2 separate regions of the Gossypium hirsutum genome follow, and region 1 is linked to region 2. The links are chromatin contacts, called in public Hi-C maps. All regions are on one chromosome and are shown on one strand. The core of a region is the stretch at or near the end of the contact, and the rest is flanking DNA. Distances in the headings are between cores, read along the strand shown. Region 1 holds the start of LOC107909584 (dnaJ homolog subfamily B member 1). Region 2 holds the start of LOC121214763 (probable leucine-rich repeat receptor-like protein kinase At1g35710).

What was found. A called contact is a pair of places that touch in the nucleus more often than the background predicts.
Region 1: a Hi-C map of leaf shows a contact between it and region 2, with 2.1 times the contacts expected there. The contact joins the promoter of LOC107909584 here to the promoter of LOC121214763 in region 2. A contact is called at or near these places in 9 of 34 Hi-C or Micro-C datasets (leaf and seedling).

The regions. Positions count from the first base shown.
Region 1 is chrD02:62,954,705-62,960,478 of Gossypium_hirsutum_v2.1, reverse strand. LOC107909584 (dnaJ homolog subfamily B member 1) reads right to left here and starts at 3,056. Exons shown (of 2, transcript XM_016837172.2): 1 at 2,346-3,056; 2 at 297-1,101. The coding sequence starts at 2,767. The coding sequence ends at 660.
Region 2 is chrD02:62,795,331-62,801,601 of Gossypium_hirsutum_v2.1, reverse strand. It overlaps LOC121214763 (probable leucine-rich repeat receptor-like protein kinase At1g35710), which reads left to right and starts at 2,367. Exons shown (of 1, transcript XM_041088970.1): 1 at 2,367-5,029. The coding sequence starts at 2,968. The coding sequence ends at 4,911.

The DNA.
Region 1 (5,774 bases), core at 1,807-4,306, 160 kb before region 2:
AGAAAGGCAAATTTGCAAAAATGATCAAATTACACAGTGTATATATGTTGAGGGTTAATTTATTTAGAATCAAGACTAAATTGACATAATATATAAATGTTTAGGATTAAATTTACTATTATCGACATCAGATGATGACCTTCATAGTTAAGTAATAAAAAGATTGGTCACTACCATTTTTAAATTTTTTTGGTGATTCAACCTAAAACGAGTTGGTAATAAACACTTTTTTTACCATATAATATTAGAGAAAAGAGAGAATAAAGCAGGGAAGCATAAATATTAAGAACTAGAGCTTAAGATTAAATTTGATTCAGATTTGGGATGAATTTTTCTATAAACAGATTACATTAAGCCCAATATTTTGCAAAACCAATTGGAACCAACATTGGTTACATCCACACTAGATTGATCGTTTCCAGGATATATAGCAAAACACAAAAGGTCTTTCCCTAAACCAAACTACTCCTAAATACAATTGTATATAAATTTCCAATTAGAATAAAAGTAGACACTCTTTGCAACTCTTCAAACTTAGTTTCCTACTTAAGCACAACCTTTAGTCTTCACTGGTCCACAAATAAAATTAAACCTTATTTACATTTCACTTCACAATCAATATCCATCTCGGCCATGGACATGTACTATTTCACTATTTATCACCTCTGGCTCAATGCCCTCCTCAGATCACACTTCTGCTCTGCACTGAGCTTCGATGGAAAGATGATGTCGAATTGGATTTTGAGGTGTCCCCTCTTGCTGGGTTCTTTTGAGATCGGCATCCCCTCGTTCGGGATAACCACTTCATGACCTGGGTTCACGATATCTGTGACCGAGATCGGGAGGGTCCTTCCATCCAAGGTTGTCAAACTGAGGATGGTCCCTGTGAGGGCCTCGAGTAGAGAGATTTTCAGAGTGGCAATCAGATCATTCCCATCCCGTTTGAAAATAGCATGGGGTTTCTCATCTACCACAAAGATAAGATCGGATGGAGTGAAACCCGGTTCCTGGTTTCCTTTCTCAGGGAAAGTTATTTTTGTGCCCTTTTTCCACCCAGGCTTTATATCTATTTTCAATATTTCTTCCACCGTCTTCAGCTTACTGCAAGAGAGATCGGAAAAAAGGAAAACGATTTAGAAAAGCAAGAAAACAACAATCACACCAATAGATAGTTCAAGTGTTGAAAACAATGCAAGTGAAGAAGAAAAAGGAAAACAAATCACAACTATTTGACTTCATTGGTCACACCTTAGACACAAAATGACTGAATTCGAGTCACACAAAAAGAAGAAGAAACTTGCTTTCAACCCCAAAAAACTTAAATATATAAACAAACATACAGGATAAACAAGTAAAATTTCATAAAAGCAGCTAGTATTGATAAAAACGTGTTTTCAACGAAAGAGAGACTTATCAGCCTATAAAGGTATGTCGACAACAAAAGTAACAAGTAGAGTTTTGAAGTTCTGGCCCTGCTCATCACAATAGCATGCTCGTCTTCCTGATTAACACAAAAGATATAGTTGGGTTCGAGTGATTCAATTGTTTAGAAAAATGATGGTAGGGTGAGAACAAACGAAACTAAATTGGCAAACAACAAACAAACTGGCTTAATATTTTAAGACTGAAAATCTTTACCAAAGAAGTAACGCCAACACCTAACATTCATTCTCTAATCATTGACATGTGATTAGCACTAGCAGCAACCACTTCCAGCGTATTAACATGCTAACATCAGAAAAGAAAAATCCGAGTTCGTGAGGGCAATTTCTTAAGCACTCAACTGATCTATTTTAGGAATCAAATTCTGTAACTATCAATTTATGTTCACAATGCAATTTTTTATTAGAACAGGAAAACGAATAACTTGAACTGTACCCATGTAAAGCTTAGCAATTGAGGAGATCCCAAACTACCATCAATTTACAGAGGATGCACAAGATGCTAACTGATCCAAAAGTGATTTGGATAATTAATGATGGGTTTCATCAACTTTTCTCTCTAAAGCCGAGAAACAGAAATGAAAAACAAAAAAATCCCAGAATTCTATAAACAAAAACCAAAAACCCATCAATTCCTTTCAAAAATCATCTTTCAACATGCATAATTTCTCTGCAACTCTAAATTCAAAAGTAGTTTAACAGAAAAGGAAACAATCTCTTCAATTATCACTCAGGAATTTTCCTTATCAAAAGAATGAAGAACAATCAACACCCATTCCAAGATTGCTTCTTCCCCAAAATTCAGATTCACAATAGGAAGGGTTTAAAGCTTTCATCATGAAACAATAAACTCACATTGAAAAAAATGATAATAATGATAATAATAATAATGCATGTACTGACCCAAATTCACCGGGAATAGAGCGCGAAATTCGCATTCTTCGCCTACCACCTTTATAAAGCTCCTCCAAACTACAAAGCAACTGGGTTTCAACCGGCGACGCCTTCTTGTACCCTTGGCCATTCCTCTGGTCGAACTTGTCGGCCATACCACCGACGCCGCCGGCGCTAAACCCATTGGGGCTGGATGATTCAGCGGAGTTGAGGCCTTGTTCACCGTGAAGATCATAGATCTGACGCTTTAGCGGGTCGCTGAGGACGTTGTAGGCTTCAAAAATTTGCTTGCATTTAGCCTCGGCTTCTTTGTTGTTGACAAGGTTCTTGTCGGGGTGCCACTTCCTGGCAAGGCGCTTGTAGGACTTCCGGAGGTCGTCGTCCGTCGCGTTACGGCTAACTTTGAGAATGTTATAGTAGTCAACTCCCATTTTGAGCTCTCTTAGGGGAGAAAGAAAAGGTTTTCAGTTTTCTGGGTTTGAGTGCTAAAGGGGAATGTAATGTTATGGGAAGAGTAAATAAAAGGAAAGAAGAAAAGGGGAGTGGGGCGTGTAAACGAAGTAGAAATCGAGATAGCAGGAGCCGCTGTAATCACGCTTCTTGATTTCCTTCACACTTCCATACGCGTTTCCTTGCTTCTATTTATTTATTGCCTAACCTTCTTCATTTGCCAATACCGTTTTGCCACGTTTATGCATTACACTGTACTCCACACATTTTTTTCTAAATATGTCAATTCCAACGTTTAGTCCATATAAGCTATACATTTACTCTCTATACCCTAATTTCCTCAATTTTATTCACTTCACTTTTTCAAATTTTGAATTTTTAGTCCCTATACATTTAATCCTTGTAAGTTGCGTAGTTTTGGGTCAGATGTTTTTTGAATTTTGAAATTTTCATCTTAGCACAAATGGTGGTTGTTGAATCTATTAACTAAAATGGCATGATCTTCTCATAAATATTATTTAAAAATGACAAGCTGATATAGCATTATAAGTATGAAAATAGCAAAATGACTAAATTAGTTAATAATAACCAACCATAATTTATAAGAAGGAGGATTGATAACATAATTCAATCTTTTAAATACAAAATAAAAAAATAACGTGTTAAATGTAATTAAAATTCGATTTTATAAACCATATTTGAAATTCGTTATTATCCCTTCTAATAATGTCATCTAAATTCTTCCATATGGAAAGTATGATAAACCAATTTGAGCCAATCCATTGGTGAGAGAAAAAAGGGAGAAGTTGAAGATATTTTTTGAAATTAAGTTTTGATGCAAAATACTGAAATTTTCTGTCACCAATCTTAATATCTATTCAGGCAGTAAATGAAGATATGGTCAATATTAAAGGAGGAGCAGCAGCAGCAGCAGCAAGTTCAGCACAATAAGATGTTGATGTTCAACACCAAAATTTTATATTAAAAATTATTTAACTCTATTCTAAATAATACTAATTTTATTTTATTTACATTAAGTCTACTTGAAGTTGCAATTTTAAGAGTCTTCAATACTATCACACTTTAACCCTACCTGTAAATTAAATTAATACGAACAAATTATTAATTAAATAAATTTCTTTTATTTCAACGAACAGAACTTTTTTTTTCTTAATTGGTGTGAAAAATATTCAGTTTTTCAATTTCGGATTCTAAGTAAATTTTAAATCTATATCTATGTTATGATATTCGTTATTATTAATCCGCTATTCGGTTACTCGACTAGGACCGACCTGTAGCTTACATAGTTCGCATAATCATCTTGCAAGTAAACCCCCACCTTAGAATTGACATGCATGAGAGCTTACTTAAGACGTCACATCCAAGAATAGGGACTATATCATAGACAAATACTCTAAAACACTCAACAATGTCCTTATTGTAAAGGATGAATGACACAATTTCATAAGCGAGAAATATATACTAGTGGAAAAAGAAAAAAGACATGTAGTAGTTAAATTTTGAGACGGCAAAATCTTATTTATTTTGTTATTTTATTAAAAAAAAACCATAAACGAAAGCATGAGCACACAAAAACAAACATATTCATTTTGAAGGAAAATCCATGGATTTAATTTCAAAATTTGCAATAACCCCACATACATTTGTGTAATCATATTTTCATCTATAAACAAAGCCAAGCTTTCAACCATATTTTTAAATTTTTGGAAGCTTCTTCCATTAAAGAAACACTATAGATAATTAAAGTTTTGTGTTATACATACATAACCAGCAATAAAATAGAATAAACCATTTTTTAAAAAAAGATAGTTAAAATATTAAGCTAAAGTCAACATCTATGGAACCAATATATAAAGTGTCCAAATCCTAAAATTAGACTGATTAGCTAATATTCTCTTTCTTCCTTGACTTCAACAATTTCGACAAAATTCTTAAATCAAACTCGATACCCATAAATATTGAGGTGCAAAAAATAATTATAAAATCATCAATGTAAAAAATTAAAAATTCACCCAAGTTTTAGATATTTCAAGGATTTGGCTAGTTATCGATATTTAAACTTCCAAAACATTTTGGTTAAGATGATTAAAATTTTGAAATGTATATAAAATATATTAATTGAAAATATATTGAAAATTTATAAACATTGATTAATGTTCACCAACATTGACTAACATTTACTACATTGGCTGGCAATGGTTAGCATTGACCGACAATACATTTTTATCTATATTTTCAATTTTATAAATCTTTTTAAATTTTATTATAAATTTTATATTTCTTTAAAAGTTATTTAAGATTTTAGCTTAAATTTATATAAAAAAAAAGTATACGCTTAAAAATATTTTATCTCGACATTCATTAAAAATTGAGATTCAAGTAAAAATATATATTTTTTAAAATAATTCTAAAAGTATCATAATTTGAAAAATGACTAATACAATATTTGAATAAAATACATCTAAAAAGAAAATGAATATATTTATAATTATGAATTGAAAAATATTTTGGAAACAAGAGAAAGCTATTATTGTTATTAGGTACAAAAACATGTATGCTTTGAAAACATTTCAAAACGAAATTATTTAGATGTAAAGTGATTTAGGATTTCAAAGTATTTGTTGCGGATTCTCTGAAACTAACGTTAGCAGCATCAAATTAAACTAGTGTTAGCAACCCTGATCCGAAGTTAGTGCTAAAAGCCTGATAATGTCAATAAATTGGATCGAATCAATTCAAAGTATCTGAGCTCAAATTGCTTTAAATCTCTGGGTGAAAACAAAAGTGAAAATGGTATTAACGGAAATGTTACAGTTGAAAATGTGCGAATATGAATTGAATTTATATGTTTATGAAATGAGTATGAATGGGATGATATATATATATTATGCTTTGTTGAAATGTTGTATATGTATATGTGATTCATATTAGAAGCATTTGATGTGTAAACAAACTAACCTATTGGTT
Region 2 (6,271 bases), core at 1,118-3,617:
GAGAAGACAATACTACATTGTCCTTTCGCTCGTCCCAATCTGTGTAGTCTCCTTGCTTTCCTGCTCTGTACTATTCCCTTTTGAGTGAACATTATCACCTTTGAACAACAACATGGAACAATAACAAAATTATAAAAAATATATATCCCCATCCAGTGGGTGATGCATCCCTCTCCTGTCTATATTCTATGCAATTTTGCTACACCCAAAGGAGCATGCATCGTATTCACACTTGTATATCTTATATAAGGGTGTATCTAATTATTTGTAAGCTTAACTTAGAGTCAGCACTAATTCTACTGAAAAAACCAAAAGATCTTTTTTTTAAATAATAATAAATTAATGATGTTTCTCCCCCTTACAAATCTTCACTTATCATTACGTTCAATGTTATAGAATCTACTTAAATATCCCTCTTTATCATTCCCCATTACATTCTATTTCATTTGTATACAATCACTTTCTTTCTCTCCATCAAAAGTCTTTGTACACGCGGACTACTCATCAACTAGTTTATATAAATTTTGATATATTAATCATCAACTCTAAAACATTTTCTTTTTTATGTTAATACATAAGTAGGCAGATGAGAGTTGTATTAAATAAAATTTAATTGTGATTGCATATCAAATATTATTATTGTTATATGATATAATACAAGGCTAAGCCTGTTTGAACTTCGTGTAGTCGAATCTTGTAATTAATAAAATAAAAAAGGTTTGTTCTTGAGCTGGGAACATTATTTTCCAACCCTTCAATATTTAAATCTCATCCAACTGCTTACTTGCTTTACCCATTGGCTTAAGATCCTTCTTGAAATTCCAATCTCGAAAACAACAACTGCAGACGGCAGGCTTTCATGCGAGTGCATCAACAAGTAAAGGACCATGGAAGTTTTTCTTATACTTCATTATTACAATATTTGTAAGCCTGGACCACCCGTTATCTTAACAACATGCCCAAAACCTGCATGTTTCCAATGGAGAATAATGTCACTAGGAGGGAAGGGGAGGTGTCTTGTATTTAAATTACACATCTTTTCAATTTAATTAGTAAAATTATAAGAATGATATTGTGATTATTGTAATTAACCCGAAAGTCAACTTGTGACGATCTGAGTTCAAGGAAGTCCGAGTCCATAATAGATCTAAGTCTGAAAATTTCGAGTTTGAGAAAGTCCGAGTCCGAGATAAATCTAACTCAAAGCCTAAAAAAACCCGACTTTATAACTGAGCAGCCATAATAGACCTTAATAATTAATATAATATTATGATATTAATTAAAATATAAATAAATGATGAATCTTTTTTTTTAAATGTATTCATAAGCATTGCATATTTATATTAATATTTTATTAATAGGAAAAGTAATTAATAACATTTTTATGTTAATTTATAAAGTGAAATATTTTTTAAGATATTTTAAATATTATAATTATATATTATATGCATAATAAATATATAAAATTAATCATTATTAAAATCTATAAAATTTAATTTAATATAACTATTACTTAAAATATTAATACATATATAACTATTATTATAATAAAAGATATAATATTATAATTTTTAATTATCGGTGCATATATGTAAACCATTAATATATTATATACTATATGATATGATATAGCATTATATAATATAGTAGGAGGGTTTGCTTTCAGATGTACAAAAAATATAGGGACTTAGAGTATATTTCAACCATTATAATAACAAACAATAATATATGATAATAATTAATATATTATGTATTACTCTACTATTATAGTATGTAATATAGTATTATATAATGAAATAATATATTTTATAATTATTAATATAATAACTGTTATTATATTATAAATTATAATAAAAAATCTTGCATCAATAATTATGTGTAATTTAGTATATTAAAATACATGTCTATAATTATAACTAACATACATAAAATATTATTAAAAATTTAATATTATGTTTTTATAAGGGAAATTTAAATTTGGGATGTCATCGTATAAAAATAAGATGTATTATTACATTCAAAATTAAAATATTTATAACTTATAAAATTTAAAATTATCTTGATCCATCAAAGCCTGCCCGACTCGATCCAAATCCGAATCTAAAAAAATCCAAATTCAAAAGAGATCAAACCCGAAAAATATCCAAACTTGAAAAACTTTGATTCGAGCCCATTTGCCAGCTCTAATTGTAATCATGGTAATTATATTCATTTCCCATAATTTATTATAAAATTTGGTATCATCATTATATTATCAAAAAATAAAATTGTGTCATAATGTTAATATGCGTTCATTCTTGGCAGCCAATAGAAGCTCGTAAGGAGCAAAGAGGGAAAAAAATGTGAAACCAACGCCAGCCAACCTCCCGAGGGCCTACCACTTAAAAAATAGCTCTTCTTTTTATTTGGTCATAAGAAAAGGGGTATTGGCATCAATTGGGGTGAATACGAGGAAAGAAAGAAAAATGTGAGGGTTACGGAAAAGAATCATTTCAGCATGTGCTGAGGTTTTGCATCAAGAAATTGGTGAACTGGATGTCAGTAGATCTAATCCTGGGCGCGGAATAAGTAGATATTCTAGTTTGCAGCACCCTCAACCACAGTTCAGACTTAACAAATATCTTTTTGATAGGGTTTTTGTAAAAACCAATTGAGAATTATGTTTCTTGTCGTTTTATTAAGAAATCTTTCGCCTAAATTGACTCCCTTTCTAAAAAGGAGATCATGATCTACACTCCTGCTTTTTTAGCATAACCAAACTGTCCGGAAAAGACCAAGGACAAAAGAAAAAGGCAAAATCAATGTCTCTTAATTTGAGGGTTCATCAGCTGAGCCAAATTACTGCCCCCATTCTCTCTTCTTTAACTCGCACCCAATTTCACTTTCCTGCTTTTCCTATTCAATCACACTGATAATAGTGAGAACGTTATCCATATTGTAGCTTAAGAGTAAGAGAATCAGCTGTCCATGACAAAAATGGGTTGTCAAATGTTATGGCTTCCTCTAGCATTGACTCTGATGATGGCGACAGTCTCCACAGGAGGAAGCACTGTTGAAGAATGTGACCCTGGTGACCTCAAAGGTCTCGCCAGTTTTAGGGGCGGAATCCATATGGACACTTCAGGTCGGCTAGCGAAGTGGGTCGGTCGTCGTTGTTGCAGATGGCAAGGTGTTTCCTGCAACAATGAAACTGGTAGGGTCACTGAAGTTCATCTACCTGGATTCATTTCCTCCGTTGATTTCGTCTTTCTGTCTCAGATGGAAGGCTGGTTTTCCCCATCAATCACACTCCTCACCTCGCTTGAAGTTCTCGACCTTGGAGGACTCGCAGGCCTTTCTGGAAGAATTCCCACATCCATTGGTCTTCTTAAGAACCTTAGAAAGCTTTATCTTTATGGAAACAAGCTGAGAGGGTCCGTGCCAGAAAGCATTGGTAAGCTTTTAAAACTTGAGGAACTTCACCTGCATGAGAATAGATTATCTGGGTTTCTTCCTCCTACCCTTGGTTGTCTTAAAAATCTCAATGCTTTGCTTCTTCATTCAAATAGATTCACTGGTAGTATTCCTGCTTCATTCTCCAACTTGACAAATCTCATGCATTTAGACCTTCATGCCAATTCCATCACTGGTCATATACCACAAAATATTGGAGACTTGCAGCTCTTGAAAGAGATTGATCTTTCAGATAATCTTTTGAATGGGGAAATTCCAGCTTCAGTAAACAATCTAACATCCATTTCAGTCATGTATTTAGATGCTAATCATCTAGAAGGAGAGATACCATTTCCATCAAATTATGGTCAGATGCCTCTGCTTGGATTTTTAAGGCTGCAAAACAACCAACTAGGCGGGAAAATACCACCCAATTTGGGATATCTGGTCTCCCTCCAAAGGGTTTCACTTGAAAACAACAAGCTTGAAGGAGCAATTCCTTCTAGTTTAGGTAATCTAGAAGCTTTGACAGAGTTGTATCTCAACGGCAACAAGCTATCTGGAGTTATACCAAAGTCAATTGGTCAACTCTCACATCTCATACTCTTGACCCTTTCTCATAACTCAATTCAAGGACCATTGCCTAATGAAATGTCTGCTCTCCAAAATTTGCAAACACTGGATCTTTCATTCAACAGTTTAACTCTAAACTCCATTCCAAGGTGGGTAGCAAAATTGCCATCTCTTTCCCGAATCTATTTGGCAGGATGTGGAATCAAAGGACAAATACCAGACATGCTGAAATCAACTCCAAGTCCAATACAGGAACTGGACTTATCAGCCAATGATCTCACTGGTGGGATACCAGCATGGATGGGAAGCCTCACTCAACTCTACTCCTTGAATCTTTCAAGGAACCATCTCAGTTCAAGTATTCCAGCTTCAGTTGCAGATTTCCAGGAATTGGGAGTGCTGGACCTTCACTCAAACAACATAACAGCCTCAATGGAACATGTTTTCAAGATAGGAACCAGTTTCCCAGGTGGTTCACTCACATATGTTGACCTATCTGATAACAGCTTCACAAGTGGAATCCAACAAATTAGTGTAGGAACGCTGGAGAGAGTTGTGTATCTTAATTTATCACATAACTTACAAGAGGGTAAATTGCCAACATCAATGGAGAAATTGAAAGCATTGCAGAGTTTGGATTTGAGCTATAACAAATTTGGTTTCGGCTTGGTAGAGGCGTTGGCAAATCTAAGCCATTTGGAGACACTGAAGCTGCAGAGAAACCAATTTACTGGTAGAATACCTGCTGAGTTTTTGAACCTAAAAAACCTCAAGGACTTGGATTTATCAGACAATCTTTTAGTGGGGGAAATCCCTGCTGGCAGACCTCTTAGTGACTTCCCCCAGAGTTGTTTCACTGGCAACACAGGTTTATGTGGGAAACCTCTTTCTCCCTGCAAATCTTGAATTACTTGGAATTCCCCCCCCCCCCAAAAAAAATTGCTGTATTATTTACCAACATTTAGTATCTTGGCATGCTTCTCATCTGTGAATACTGATGCTACAGTCAATGGATTTCATTTCACATTGTGTTTCAGTATGAAGATAAAAAAAAGCAAAGTTATGAACATCAATGCATGAATATGATTACCCACAATAATCATTTCTAAAGCCTTGTTGCCATCTGTCCCCATGCCTTTGGGCCTAAACTAGGAATAAGAGCAGAGGGCTCTGGACTTGATGGTAATTCACACAGTCAATGCTGCTACGTTACTTAAGATCTAAAACCATTTAAAGACACTTTCCCCCATTCTATTTCAATTAAATTTTATTTTACGTTATTAATTAACATCAATGTCGAATCGGGTTTATTATATTAATCTTAAACCAGGTCCTCTGATTGAAGCCCACATTATTGCCCTGATTCCCTGTATTATGTAAATTTCTACTCGGGTTTTTTTTTTTTTTTTGGAAATAGGAACCCGAGCTCAAGAGTTTACCCCAAAATTTTATTGTTCTAAAAATATATACATATCTTGAGTCCAGTCTAAGTTTTTCCTTTATTTTTTAGTTTTGAATGGGCTGCAATGCAGGCCCCCTACAGAGCTGGATGCTGGAATATATATATATATATTTCTTAAATTAAATTTCAATCACAAGCCCTTTTTGTATGAATCAATTCATGAGATTTGGCCTTTCATAGGTGTTCCATCTTATAATTTATTTTATACATTTATTAAATCATAAATTCTTTCCCATTTAAAACAAAAAATCCTTTTTAGATAAAAACATTACTTTCAAAAGTAATATTTTTTATTAAAAACAGAATCAAAAAATTTCAACTTTTGTTCAAAAATACTTTTAAAAAATAATATTAAACCTATAATATCTAAATTGCTGCCATAAAAACAATGTCAATATTTACTAAAAGAATTGGTGTGAATTAAGCTAGCAGTAAGTTCACTTCATTCAACAAGTTTTTGTTTTTTTTCTTAAAAAAAAATAAAAGTCAAAATATATTATCTGAAAAAATATATATATCTAAGGCTGGATCCGAACTAAAGCTCAAGAGATAGAAGCATGAATATTGGCCTTGCGGGACACATGCTCTTTTAGGCCCTTAACCTAAGTTTGTCTGGGTTGGGTTACAACTGTTTATGGTCAAAATTATTCGTCTAAATTTGAAGGCCGTTCAACATTTAAGAAAGTTTAGGTAAAATTATTAAATTCAAAAATAGATTTAGACAAAAAAAATTAGGCCTATTTAAATATAGACTAGGCTTGAACTTTTAAATGTTCAAGTTTGAGTTCGCCTGATCCTTTTTAA